Linked DNA regions of Zea mays: regions 1, 2 and 3 are each linked to region 4. Evidence: chromatin contacts called from public Hi-C data. All regions are on one chromosome and are shown on one strand. Each heading gives the region's core, a stretch centred on a gene start, on an enhancer-like site or on the middle of the called end of the contact. The rest is flanking DNA. Distances are from core to core; before and after follow the strand shown. Region 1 has its middle 89 kb from the start of LOC542093. Region 2 holds the start of LOC100284000 (ubiquitin-conjugating enzyme E2 16). Region 3 has its middle 3.0 kb from the start of TRNAA-UGC. Region 4 holds the start of LOC100284201.

Region 1 (2,915 bases), core at 75-2,574, 140 kb after region 4:
TGCGAGAGTCTTGAGATGCTCATGACCGCGAGCACGACTAGTATATCAGTTTTACACTTTGCAGAGGTTGTACCCTGTACCCACAAGTCATGTTACCCATCTGCCAAGAGGTCATGAATCCCATACACCTCTACCAAGGAAGCGAGGTAGGGTAACACTACGAGGCCTTTACCTAGTTCCACTAGCTTCAGAAAACTCGCTACAGTTTCTAGGAAGAGCAATGCAGGAATCCTCCGTCTGACCGCCATCACAGCAAAATCAACCCGGGAACCTCCCTACACGCCTACTCCCCTACTGCCCTTGCCTCTATCGGGTAAGGTAGTCCTCCACTAGATTTCCTAGTTAGTAAGCCAAGGGCGTCCCATTCCACCCTTGTGGTGGCACATGTTTCTCAAGGTAAGCTCCATGTTTCAATTAAAATAATGATCTTGTCATGAACAATAAATAAAATAACAGTATAATTGGCACATGAACATAATATAATATTAAACCCAAAACCATATAGAGCAATAGCAAAACTACCCAAATAGTTTAGGGGTAAACAAAGTAACAAGATAACCAAACTAGGGTGACCTATTGGGTCCCATCAAAATTAAGCCTATGCATGAATAAGTGATAATAAAGAACATTGTTGGGTAATAAAAGTGGTCAAGGGCACAACTTGCCTTGAATGAGCTCCTGCTCAGCAACTTCTACTTGCTGAACTCCGGGATCCTCAGCCACTGGCTCTTCTACTCGCCACAATACAAACAGGCATAGTATAAAGAAGAAATTAACATCACACCAAACATGTATACAAAATACATATTAATAATCTACACATTGAAATAAGATCATAGGAACAGGAATCATTAATTTTGGAGTTATGGATTTTAAGTTATGAATTTCCAAAGGTTCTATGTGCTAGGTACAAGATTAATTAGGAGATTAATTTTAATATAGTTTTCATGTCAAAACAGAGATACTATGTGATAAACCATATTATTACAAAATTATAGGAACTGGAATGGATCAATTTGGACTAATATGAATTTTCTAGGAATTTAACAAGTTCTAACCATTATTTTGACATTTAAAATCATTTTCTAATTTCTTTTCCCTGGTTTTCTAGTTTCCTGGACTGGGTACATAATAACCAGAGAGTTCAGGGGCTACCGTATAAAAATTCCTAAGACTCAGAACTCCCTGCTGATGGACTGCGGGTTGATTCATAAATTTTCCAGGGGCTCATGTGAAAAAAGCGCGCAGCGAAGGGGTATCGCGAATCTTGGGCTGTTGGATCGAAAATGTGTGCCTTAGATTAGATCAATGCCGCCGTGAAACGGTACGCCATCGTGTGTCTAGGATTCGATCCAACGGTCCAGATTTTTATGCGGATCCGAACGGCGTCGTTCCTCCGATCATCCGTCAACGCCCCTAATTTTATTCCTCCCGAACCGGTATCCTACACCTAATCCGAGTCACATCTGGACGATCTAATGGCTCACACGAACTCGCCCACCTTCTTTCCCACTACTGGCCGGCGGCGTTCCACGCACGGCGGCGCTCTCACCGGAGTATTACGCCTCCCTCATTCTCGACCCGATTACCCACGCCAATGACTGCAAAACGTAGAGTAGAGTACGCCGAAACACGGAAAAGGTATCTCACCACTGCTAGACGCACGGGCGGACCTGGCCGCGGAATCTTGTGGTTCACAGTGAGACCGGTCTTCGACGAGCAATTAGGTCGGCCCTGGTGACGAATCCCCAACGGTTCGGCAACGTCCACCCTTCCCCAGCTAGGAGAAGCGCAAGACCACCCCACCGCAGACCCTACCGTCGACGAGTGGAGGATCTCCTGCGGCGGCGGCGAAACAACCACTGCTCCCACCGTTTTCTCTTCTCACAGGGGTGGCAAAAACAGCGGCGCGGCTATTGACGTGCGCAAGACGAAGAGGAAGGAAAGGACTACGACCCAGCTTCCATATAACGGCTTAAGGGGGGAAGAAGAGTCTGCGTTGATCGCGAGAATCCTGACGGTAGCTGCGTCGGCCGTGCGCGAGTGGGGGTCGAGGAAGTAGCCGACATAAGGGCCCCACATGGCAGACTCTTAGGCTCACACCTACAGCTAACGTCCCGACTGAGCGTCCTAGTTGGTCAGCGAGCGCAAACCAAACGCGACGTATAATGTGCGGACTGACGAGTGGACCCCACGTGGCAGTCACATGCGTGGTTGGCGCATGCGGGCTCGAGGGAACAGGTGGCTGGGCCGCGCGTGGTAATAGTTTACTAGACCGAATTGATCTGGCGGCCCAACTGGATCCTTTTCCCTTTTTCTTTTGTATTTTATTTTTCTTTTCTTTTCTCCTTATTCAAAATTCAAATTTGAATTTAAATAATATTGTGAACTTGTATTCATTTTTGAATGTATCCTTTGATCAGGCCATTATGGGCATAATTTATTTATTTTTCAATTTACTTTATATTTTATAGTATAACTTTCTCCCTTCTCTTCTTTTCTTTGTTATTTTCCCACTCTTAAATATTCCAAATAGATATTAAATCTCCAATTTGGACATTAATTTATTTCCTTACCGTGGTTTTTATTTTTACTAGATGCACATACAACAAAACCAACATGATGCACGATTATTTTCAATATTATTAGTTGTTTACTTGCTTCTCAATGTGGTGTTCACATGTTTAGTTGAACAGTGGCAAAATACATAAGAGAGTTCTCTCCTTTAATATAGTTTACAAACTTGGGTATTACAAAATGTCACGCAAGATGGGTCAATAAGAACAACCTCTTAAAAGCCATATGCTTTCACTTGTGATGAGCATAAAAAGATGAATGGAAAGAATAAGGTTGAGAGCTCAAGCTCCTCAAATGAAGAAGAGGGCATTGAAGAATAAGAACAAGATCAACCCTCT
Region 2 (2,845 bases), core at 69-2,568, 240 kb after region 4:
TTTGGGCAATGTAAGCATGCACATGCAGTAAAAAATAGGAAAAGATGTCAAATGTATTAGCACGAATAGTCATCATGGAATTTACAAGTCCAATCTCAAATAACTTGACAATTCATATTAGATTAGAGAAATAATTTAATCGTGACTAAATTGGTACTCCATATTTCAAATTGTAAGACATTTTGATTTTTCTAAATACATTGTTTCAACTATATACCTAGCCATATTTAAGTGCATAGCAAAGGTGATGTATCTAGAACAGCCAAAATGTCTTATAGTTTGGAATGGAGGGACTTAGGGACTAGTAATTTAGTCAGAGATCTTTTTGTGTGTGCGTGCACATCCCAACCTGAACTTATGAATCATGCAATGCCCAATGCTGCAAGCAATAATTCATACAAATTGAAAACAGCCGCAAATGTTTGTAGCTATCCAGGTGATAAGAAAATCACAACTATATACACAGTTGAATTTACATTTTAGTTATCTTCAATTAACACTGCAATGCTAACGAGAAAGGATGGAAGCCCTAATCGATGCAAAGACACAAACATAAGAAGACAAACCCAAAATAATACACTTCCAGAGGATCTAATTCTAAACCCTCCGCAATGACCTAATGTAATGCACGTGCTAAGACGTCATAATGCTGTTTCATATCTCTGCTACCTAGCAACAGAAAAATACTAACATAAGAAATCAGAGGAGCGAGAGCGGAATACTGCACAGATCGAACCTTTGATCCCTAGGGAGGTCTGCCCGGATCCGACAGCCGTGAGCGCGTGCTCTATCTGCACAAGCTTTCCCGACGGGCTGCAGAGAAATCAACCAAAAAAATTCACATCAAACCACCGTAACGACGCAAAAATCCCACCGATCTCGATGGGGGAGACGAGTAAGCGAGCGATGTAGCGAGGGGAGCACGAACCTGAAAGTGGTAAGCGAGAAGGAGTATTGGCTGTCACCCATGACCGAGGCGCGGAGTCACCTCGTTGCCTCTTCCGGGTTGGAGTGTCGGCGATTCGTGGCAAGGTTTTTGCTCTAGCGAGGGAGAGAGGTGGCTGAGGAAAAAAAGGGGAAGACAACGACGAGACGGAGCAGGGAAAGAGATGGAGAATCGCAGGAGGAAAGAGAGAGCGGAGTGTTTCTCAAGAAGAAACGTTTTGGGCTGGAGTCCAAGTTGTACTTGGGCTGGCTATCTGAGTTGGTGACCAAATATAGGTTGCACCTGGGCTGGGCCTGACCCACCGCCGCCTCTTCCGCCTTGCACGGTTCCCCCAACTCCCTTCTCCGACGGCCACTGCCCACCGTCACAGCAGAAGCTCCTCCGGTCCTCCCTTCTCTCCGTAGAAACATTTCCCGACGGGTGTTTCCCACGCCGGAATGGACCAGCCGGCACCATAAGCCCAAGATTCGTTTGGTACGCTCTATTTCATCCGTATCTTTACTTCAATACGTATACGGTTATGGTTGAGATAATATTTAAGGGCGTTGAGGGAAGTAGCGGCTCATGTCGTCGGGTTAGGGGAATTGAAGTTCCTGACTGGTTTCCGGTGCGCGTTTTTTTGGTATTTGGCTGGCATCCTGAGTCCGCTGCTGCCCGCCGAACGATGGTCGATCTGATGATTGGGCAGGCAAATACCCAGATCGGTGGCACCGGCGTTTAAGTTGAAGAGGAGCTGGGGTAGATTGGCTTGGTTTCTTCATTAGTACACACTGTTGTGGATGCTTCACCTTGGCATGATTTAATTAATATCTTGAAAGTGTGATTCATACATTGCAGATGAGTTTGTACGATACTGGCTCTACAGTTAGGAGAACACATTTAATCTACCTTCACTAGGTATGATGGTAGGAGAAAATATTTATGATCAATAAACATTCTATGTGTTTGACTATGTTGTCAGGGGACCATTCTTTTGTTGTGCCAGTCTTTTTCCCATTTTATGAGAACTTGTTGCTGAGTGGTTAGTTCATGAATTTTTTGTATTATTATTGCCAATAACTATCTGAATCTAGTTCCATGATGTTTATCTTGGTTTGGTATTTTGTTGTCCGTGAAAAGCTCACTGTAATTCATTTTGTCTATATTACTGAATCTTTCTAACTTAGTATTGTTTTTTATTTTGCCAGCATTCAGTAATGCCTTTGCCTAAATCAGACCTGGGGTCATAACTCTTTAGTAGAGAACCAAGAAGATGCAGGTGAGTTCGCAATTGCTTCATTAGCACGTTGATTGCATATATGTCAGTCCTCCCCTAAATTTTGAATGATCATGTTTCCTTATGCTACTTCATGCATCAGTTATGCCACTATTTAAGATCATATAGCCAACGGTTTGTATTTCATAGGGAGCGATGTCATCTTTTTCCTCTTAGGGCCGTTTGGATCTATTCATTTTGGAGAAATTGGAATTTACTTAATAAAGTAGATTATTTGGCTTGGAATTTGACATTCCACCACTTTCTGAAGCTCAAATATAAGTCTATCTTAAGTTCATGGGGTAGAATATGGGAAATGATTTTATCTCCCACATATTGCTAATAATAATATACAAATATATTTCGACAAAAACTATATTAGCTTAGTTGATCTTTGCCTAAATTTCTATTATTAGAATAGAATTCAATTCCAAGGATCCAAACGAGACGTTAGTTTATTGAGTATGGTGTTGTAGTCAACAAGGAAAATTCTACATGCTACATCAAATCATGCACCACACCCATCAGATATTTTGTGTCACAAGGTTCTTTCTTAACATGAAACCTGAACCTTTTTGGCAATACCTTTTATCTCTAGGCATCTAGGGCAAGGCTTTTCAAGGAGTACAAGGAGGTACAGCGAG
Region 3 (2,952 bases), core at 211-2,710, 200 kb before region 4:
TTGTTCAGCTAGCTAAACCAATGTAATCCTCAGATCCAATTGTATATGTAACCCTGTCGGCACGTCGGATCGCTGCTAGCGAGTACGTTACAAAGCCTTTCATGCATTGCATGCCATCATGCGCGTTCGACTGGAACGCACACAAACCAAGCAGAAAAGATACTAGTAATAGCCTGTGTTTAATCTAGCGCATTACGGGCCGTGGAGCGGAATTGGATGGGGCCCATGGGGAGAGGTGGAGCCCCCGCGCACGAACGAGCCAGCGAATGAGCCGAGATCGAGCTAGCCCGCCCGCGCACCATTCGCCGACCGCGCGTATTCTAGCCCGCATGCTTTGGGCTTGGGAGCCTTTACAGCAGGCACGGCCGCCTTTTGCCGTCGGACGGATCGACGTCCGGATCAGCGGAAAGGAGGAAGGCAAGTAGGGCGACCACTAGCACTAGCACGAGCACTAGGAGAAGCAGCAGGAGAGGAGGACTAGAGCTAGCTGCCCGATGAGCCATCGTCCTCGGCTCTGTTCTTTCTACTATGGCCTCTCGCTTACTAGCTTGCACCTCCTCGTTAAGGGAAAGAACAGTGGGGCGCGCGGGGCCCGGTGAGCTAGGAAGAGAACGGCCAGTGTTCCTAGCGGGGGGATCCCATGGCCCATGGGCCGAAGACGCAAAAGTTCTTTTAAGTGTAGTTCTTGCCTGAGACTATCTTCAACGGTGGATGCTAGCGTCCTCCTCCTCTCTCCGTGACGGCTACAGGCCACCCCTAAACGCTACAACGGTTGCCCCTACCGGTGCTACAGTACTAGCGGCGGGTGGATGAGCATGCTACATCAAGGGGTACCCCAAGGACTCCCCTTGCCTCGGTTTGTGTGTACAGCAGTATTTATTAGTTGAGAAAAAATTGATAATAGATGGTGAATATGTATGGAAAATGGTATTTTATGATTATAGTGGGGGTATAGGGGAAGGATTTAGGGGGAACCGCTATACAGGGTAAAGATATAGGGGGGAACAGAACGCTGACATGGCACGTGAGTGGGATATAGGAGGAGAAATTTAGGAGTAACCGCTGAAGACAGTCTGAAAGCTGAGGCTTCCAGAGAAATAATTGGTGCTGTAGATGCATTCATTGAGCTAAAAAAGAAACACACCACTAGTATAAAGAGAGAGAGAAAATAACAAGAAAAGAAAAGAAAAAAATTATTTGAAAGTAACAGCGACCCCCAAAGGAAAAAAAAAACAGCTTGCAACCGCACCACCGAGCGACCAAATGCATGCATGCCCATGCCCATGCCCATGCCCTCAGCAGTCAGCACTCCAGCAGCAGCAAGCCATGGCCCTGTTTTTTTTTCAGCGGACCGAACTCGCGGTGGTGCCTCTGGCCCGGACGGGAGGAGCTAGGATAGGACCCGGCGGCCGAACTCGCGGTGGTGCCTCTGGCCCCGCCGTAGGCTCCACCGCCTCGTCGAGGAGGTGTCACCGTGCCTGTGCTTTCTTTACAGCGACAACCCCCCGGGGAGCCCAGATTTGGATTCGGTGCAGATCTAGCCGGGGCCAGTCCAGCCGGCGGCCGGTTAGTTTATTGAATTGGGGGTTGGGGGTTGCTGGAACTCACCAATGATTGCTGCAGACTTTTGTCAATTTTATTGACGTTTCTCCAATGGTTCTTTGCGATTCTGTTTCCTTTTTTTTGTTGGTTCACCACGATCTTTTTTTTTGTGTATGTGTGTTTGTGGCGTGGAATTGTCCAGTCAGTACTCATTAGAGCATCTTTCCTGAACCCAGTCTTTAAATTATTATTTGAATATTCATTTACATAAAAAATCAATGTATGTATCCTTTTAGCCTCCAACAGCATATCTTGTATGTAATTTAGAGCAACCACAATAGTTTATATAAAATCCTAGGTACATATAGAGTTTTGTAGTGGGGTTTTTAAAATAGAAAACTTTTTTTTGGCTGGGGTTAACCAAGGGACTAGCTATTTGTTACCTTTTCTGGAGAGAAAAATCACATGCAAGTGCACGGGAGAGGAAAGACACATAGTTGGGCGCGAGGGAAGAGATAGGCAGTAGGAAGCCCTCGGCAAAGATGTCGAGGAAATGACGAGCGGGATTTTGGGATAGATAGGAGATCAAGAAAGCGAGTCCGTTGTACGTGGTTTCACTAGTACAAACAAGTTCAGTAGTGGTGGTTGAAAACCTATTAAGGCTTTGTTCGTTTACACCAATCCCGCTCTGGATTAGCATGGATTGGAATTAAATCCATGCCTCAATCCATGCCCCAAAATAATCCAAGACTACTTAATTTTTTTTATTCGGTTAAACCCATCATGGAATATAACCCAAAGGTTTGAGAATTTTTTAAACTATGGAAGACATGGATTCTATCCATAGCCCATTAGGTATGGAACAAATCCATGAGATATTGCACAAGTTTACATTAGAATCCATGGATCAAAAGAATAACTAGCTTTGAAAGTCATATGGATTTGTTGATGGATTTAATCCCAACATGGGATTGGGTGTGAGATATGGATTCACCCAATCCATACCCGGATTAAATCCATGGTGGGATTATATCCCATGTAACCGAACAAGGCCTAATATTGATGTTATTTCGAACCATTTACGGATCAGTAAAAATATTTTTTTCATAGGCGAGTAACTAAGAACCGCTAGTTGAAATCAATTTTCATTGACGGTTCCGTTAATACAACCGCAGTAGAAATCGATTTCTAGTGTCGGTCGATGTAATAAAACCGCAAGTATAAATAATTCTAGAAAACATAAAATGGGTTTTTAAATTAGCAAAAAAAATATTTTCATTAAAGGGATACCCCTCTACGTCTCAAATCACGGTAATTTTCACACAAAATTCACGCGTTACACGGCTCCAGGCTCTCGAACCCAACCTCACCCTCAGGCGTAACCTCGACTGCCACTCCACCTATCAATTA
Region 4 (2,700 bases), core at 109-2,608:
TACAGTTTGGAGCCGAAGAAGAGTTGCGTCCAGCTTTGAGCTTTGACACGAACCGGTTCGGGGAAACCAAGCAGCAGCGCACAGGCACGCAACGGCCTCCACCTTTCAGAGCGCGGCTGTGCCTCGCGCGCGCGCAGGCGCAGGCGCAGGCGCCGCAGCCTTTTTGACGAGAGGAAAAGCGACCGACTGGCGAAAGGGAATTCTTTGATTCCTCCTTTTCCTCGCCCCCTCGCCGCGCGCAGGCCGGTTATCATTGCTGTAATCTGCTTCATCCGCAGCTACAGCTAGCTAGCAATAGCCTGGATGGTGATTGCACATCTGAACGTTAATTTCTCAGATGCCATGGATCGATCCTTGCGCATGCATTATCATCACCCGTGTGTCAAAACAAGTCTGGATTACTCTAGCTAACGAGCCAAGATCACAAGGGCACACACACAAACAAAAATCAAGAACGTTTACGCTGCCAAGAGCGAGCACACGGACAACAAAGGACCAATGCATGCGCGCGAGTGGCGGATGCATGTAGCTACTAGGCTAGCAGTCATCGGGTCTCCTCCGCCGCCTCGGCGCGCCTCGCGGCACCGGAGAGCGCGGCGAGCAGGTTGAGGTGGTGGTGGTGGTGCTGCTGCTGCTGCGCCTGTGCCATGGGCACGTACCCCGCCGCCGCCTGCTGGGCCTCCAGCGGCGAGAAGCCCCAGCTGGCGTCCGCTGCTGCCGTCGTCCGCGGCGCCGCCGCCCAGAACGCCGGCACGGACGCCGCCGCGGCGTCGCCGCCCTCCTCGCGCGGGCGCTTGCCCAGGACGACGACGGTGGCCTGCTGCTGCTGCTGCTGCTGCTGGTAGTGGGAGTGGGAGGAGGAGGACGTGGACGGCGCGGAGGAGGAGACGAAGACGGCCGGGGTGGTGCCGGAGCCCGTGGCGGCCACGATGGAGGGCTCGGCCTGGCGGAGCAGCCACTCGATGGTCTGCCCGTCCGACTTGAGCCCCAGCTCGCGGGTCAGCTGGAACACGCGCGCCGCGCACACGATCGGCATCCGCACGCGCCGCCCGCGCCCGTTCACCTTGCTGTGCCGGTCCTTGCCGCCCTCCTTCTTGCCCGCCTTCGCGGGGGCCGCCGCCGTGGATGGCATCGGCATGGGCTGGTACACGTGGAACATGGCGGCCGCGGAGGCGGCGGAGACGTCGCGGGTGGTGGCCATGGCGCCTTCCGGTCCTGCTGCCTCTCGTCGTGTTGCGGGGGACCTGAGTGAGAGCGAGGGAGAGGTGGCTGGCGGTGGTGGACCGGTGGGGTTGGAGAGGTTTTTGAGGTGACGGGGGAGAGGGACACCCCAGCCCCAGGTAGATTTATAATGGATTGAGGTAGACTAGTCACATAAAGTTTTTTTTATTCCGCGTGTTTTACCACTCTAGTGCCATTTCACTGCCTACGCATTCGTTCAGCTGAAACACACGAAAACTCCGGTAAACGATGCCTATCTGACCAACCATGTAGCATTTCAGTTTCGTTGGCTACAACAGAACACGCACATTCAGTTCGCAATCCTTTCAAGATTTGACACCCCTGTCACACACAATGACGTGTGAGTTCACTTGTGAGTCGGGCTTATAAATTGGATCTCAAATTTCAAAGTCTCTCTTCCATGAATACGTTTTTTTTTTGTCACCTAAATTTTAGTTGAACCAAGAACGAATAGCGCTAATCTCTAGATGATGTAAACAAGGTGTAAGCTAGAGCGAGAGGAAGTGAGCATGAAATGGATGACACCGCAGGGAAGTGCAAAGGCAGAGGGGGTGGAAGAAGAGGACCGGGGTGCAGAGGTGCAGTAGGCACAGTACCCGTGGGGGAGGCCGGGGGGAGCAGGGCACATGGGAATCTGGGTCCAGCGGGCTCTCACTTTGCTGGAATCTGCAGGTCTTTTACAAATAGTAGCAGGGGCATGTGGCAAGGCTAGCTAGGAAGGGGCTCGTATAACAAAGCCTTATCTTGTATGGGTGGTGAAACAAATCAACTGTGCGGGCACAGAGGCCCTGAGCTGGGCGAGATCCCCTCGCTGTATTTTCCAGCGCTATCTGGCTTAGCCAGGCTAGCTAGCGATTGATGGAGCGTTTGGTTATCCCCACTAAAGTTTAGTCTATGTGATATCGATTGTTTGAAAATCAATTACTAGTATTAAATATATTAAGAGTATTAAATATATGTTTAATTAGAATTAATGAATCCGTCTCGACGTCTAAGTATTTATCTATGTCATTAATTTATATATTTAACACTTGTAATTCTTATTTAAATATTCGATATGATAGAAACTAAATTTTAGTTTAGTTTGGTGAAACCAAACACCTCTGAGTCAAGAGTAGAGACTGGGCTCAAGACCGATCGTTTTCACGCAAAAAGGCTCATCGGCTTTCGGACTCAGTGGATATGCATGGGTGGGGCACACTGCTAGGTGACTATGGACAACTCGCTCTCGTCCATATCGCATTTTCAGTAGCGTTTTCTAAATTTCGTTCTCTAAAAAAATATTCTCTTTCCTTTACAACACACTCTAAAAGATTTCGTCCTCTAAATTTTCTTTAACGTTCTCTAAATTTCGTGTTCTATATCTACATTATAACAGAATCGGCGTGACACGAGGGGCGGATGGTTGCCTGAACCGTGCTGTTCGTGGATTCAGCCGCCAGACCAAGGGTGACGCTT

Evidence for each region. Hi-C and Micro-C count contacts between places; a contact is called where the count stands out from the background.
Region 1: a Hi-C map of leaf shows a contact between it and region 4, with 4 times the contacts expected there. The contact joins the enhancer-like site here to the promoter of LOC100284201 in region 4. A contact is called at or near these places in 2 of 25 Hi-C or Micro-C datasets (endosperm and leaf).
Region 2: a contact with region 4 is called in a Hi-C map of endosperm, with 4 times the contacts expected there. The contact joins the promoter of LOC100284000 here to the promoter of LOC100284201 in region 4. A contact is called at or near these places in 5 of 25 Hi-C or Micro-C datasets (bundle sheath, ear, endosperm and 2 more).
Region 3: a Hi-C map of leaf shows a contact between it and region 4, with 4 times the contacts expected there. The contact joins the enhancer-like site here to the promoter of LOC100284201 in region 4. A contact is called at or near these places in 2 of 25 Hi-C or Micro-C datasets (leaf and tassel).

What each region holds. Positions count from the first base shown.
Region 1 is chr4:150,664,375-150,667,289 of Zm-B73-REFERENCE-NAM-5.0, reverse strand. No RefSeq gene overlaps it. Among protein-coding and RNA genes, the nearest start is that of LOC542093, 89 kb to the left of the region's middle. Within about 2 kb of position 1,324, at least 17 of the 20 cell types and tissues checked have an H3K27ac peak or open chromatin away from gene starts, as enhancers often do. A contact at or near this core is called in leaf, where this site is marked.
Region 2 is chr4:150,561,907-150,564,751 of Zm-B73-REFERENCE-NAM-5.0, reverse strand. It overlaps LOC100284000 (ubiquitin-conjugating enzyme E2 16), which reads left to right and starts at 1,318. Exons shown (of 7, transcript NM_001156898.2): 1 at 1,318-1,420; 2 at 1,784-1,843; 3 at 2,134-2,204; 4 at 2,800-2,845. The coding sequence starts at 2,199. It overlaps LOC100192809, which reads right to left and starts at 1,157. Exons shown (of 11, transcript NM_001358576.1): 1 at 929-1,157; 2 at 737-813. The coding sequence starts at 969.
Region 3 is chr4:151,006,424-151,009,375 of Zm-B73-REFERENCE-NAM-5.0, reverse strand. No RefSeq gene overlaps it. Among protein-coding and RNA genes, the nearest start is that of TRNAA-UGC, 3.0 kb to the left of the region's middle. Within about 2 kb of position 1,460, at least 11 of the 20 cell types and tissues checked have an H3K27ac peak or open chromatin away from gene starts, as enhancers often do. A contact at or near this core is called in leaf, where this site is marked.
Region 4 is chr4:150,804,463-150,807,162 of Zm-B73-REFERENCE-NAM-5.0, reverse strand. It overlaps LOC100284201, which reads right to left and starts at 1,358. Exons shown (of 1, transcript NM_001279800.2): 1 at 308-1,358. The coding sequence starts at 1,201. The coding sequence ends at 545.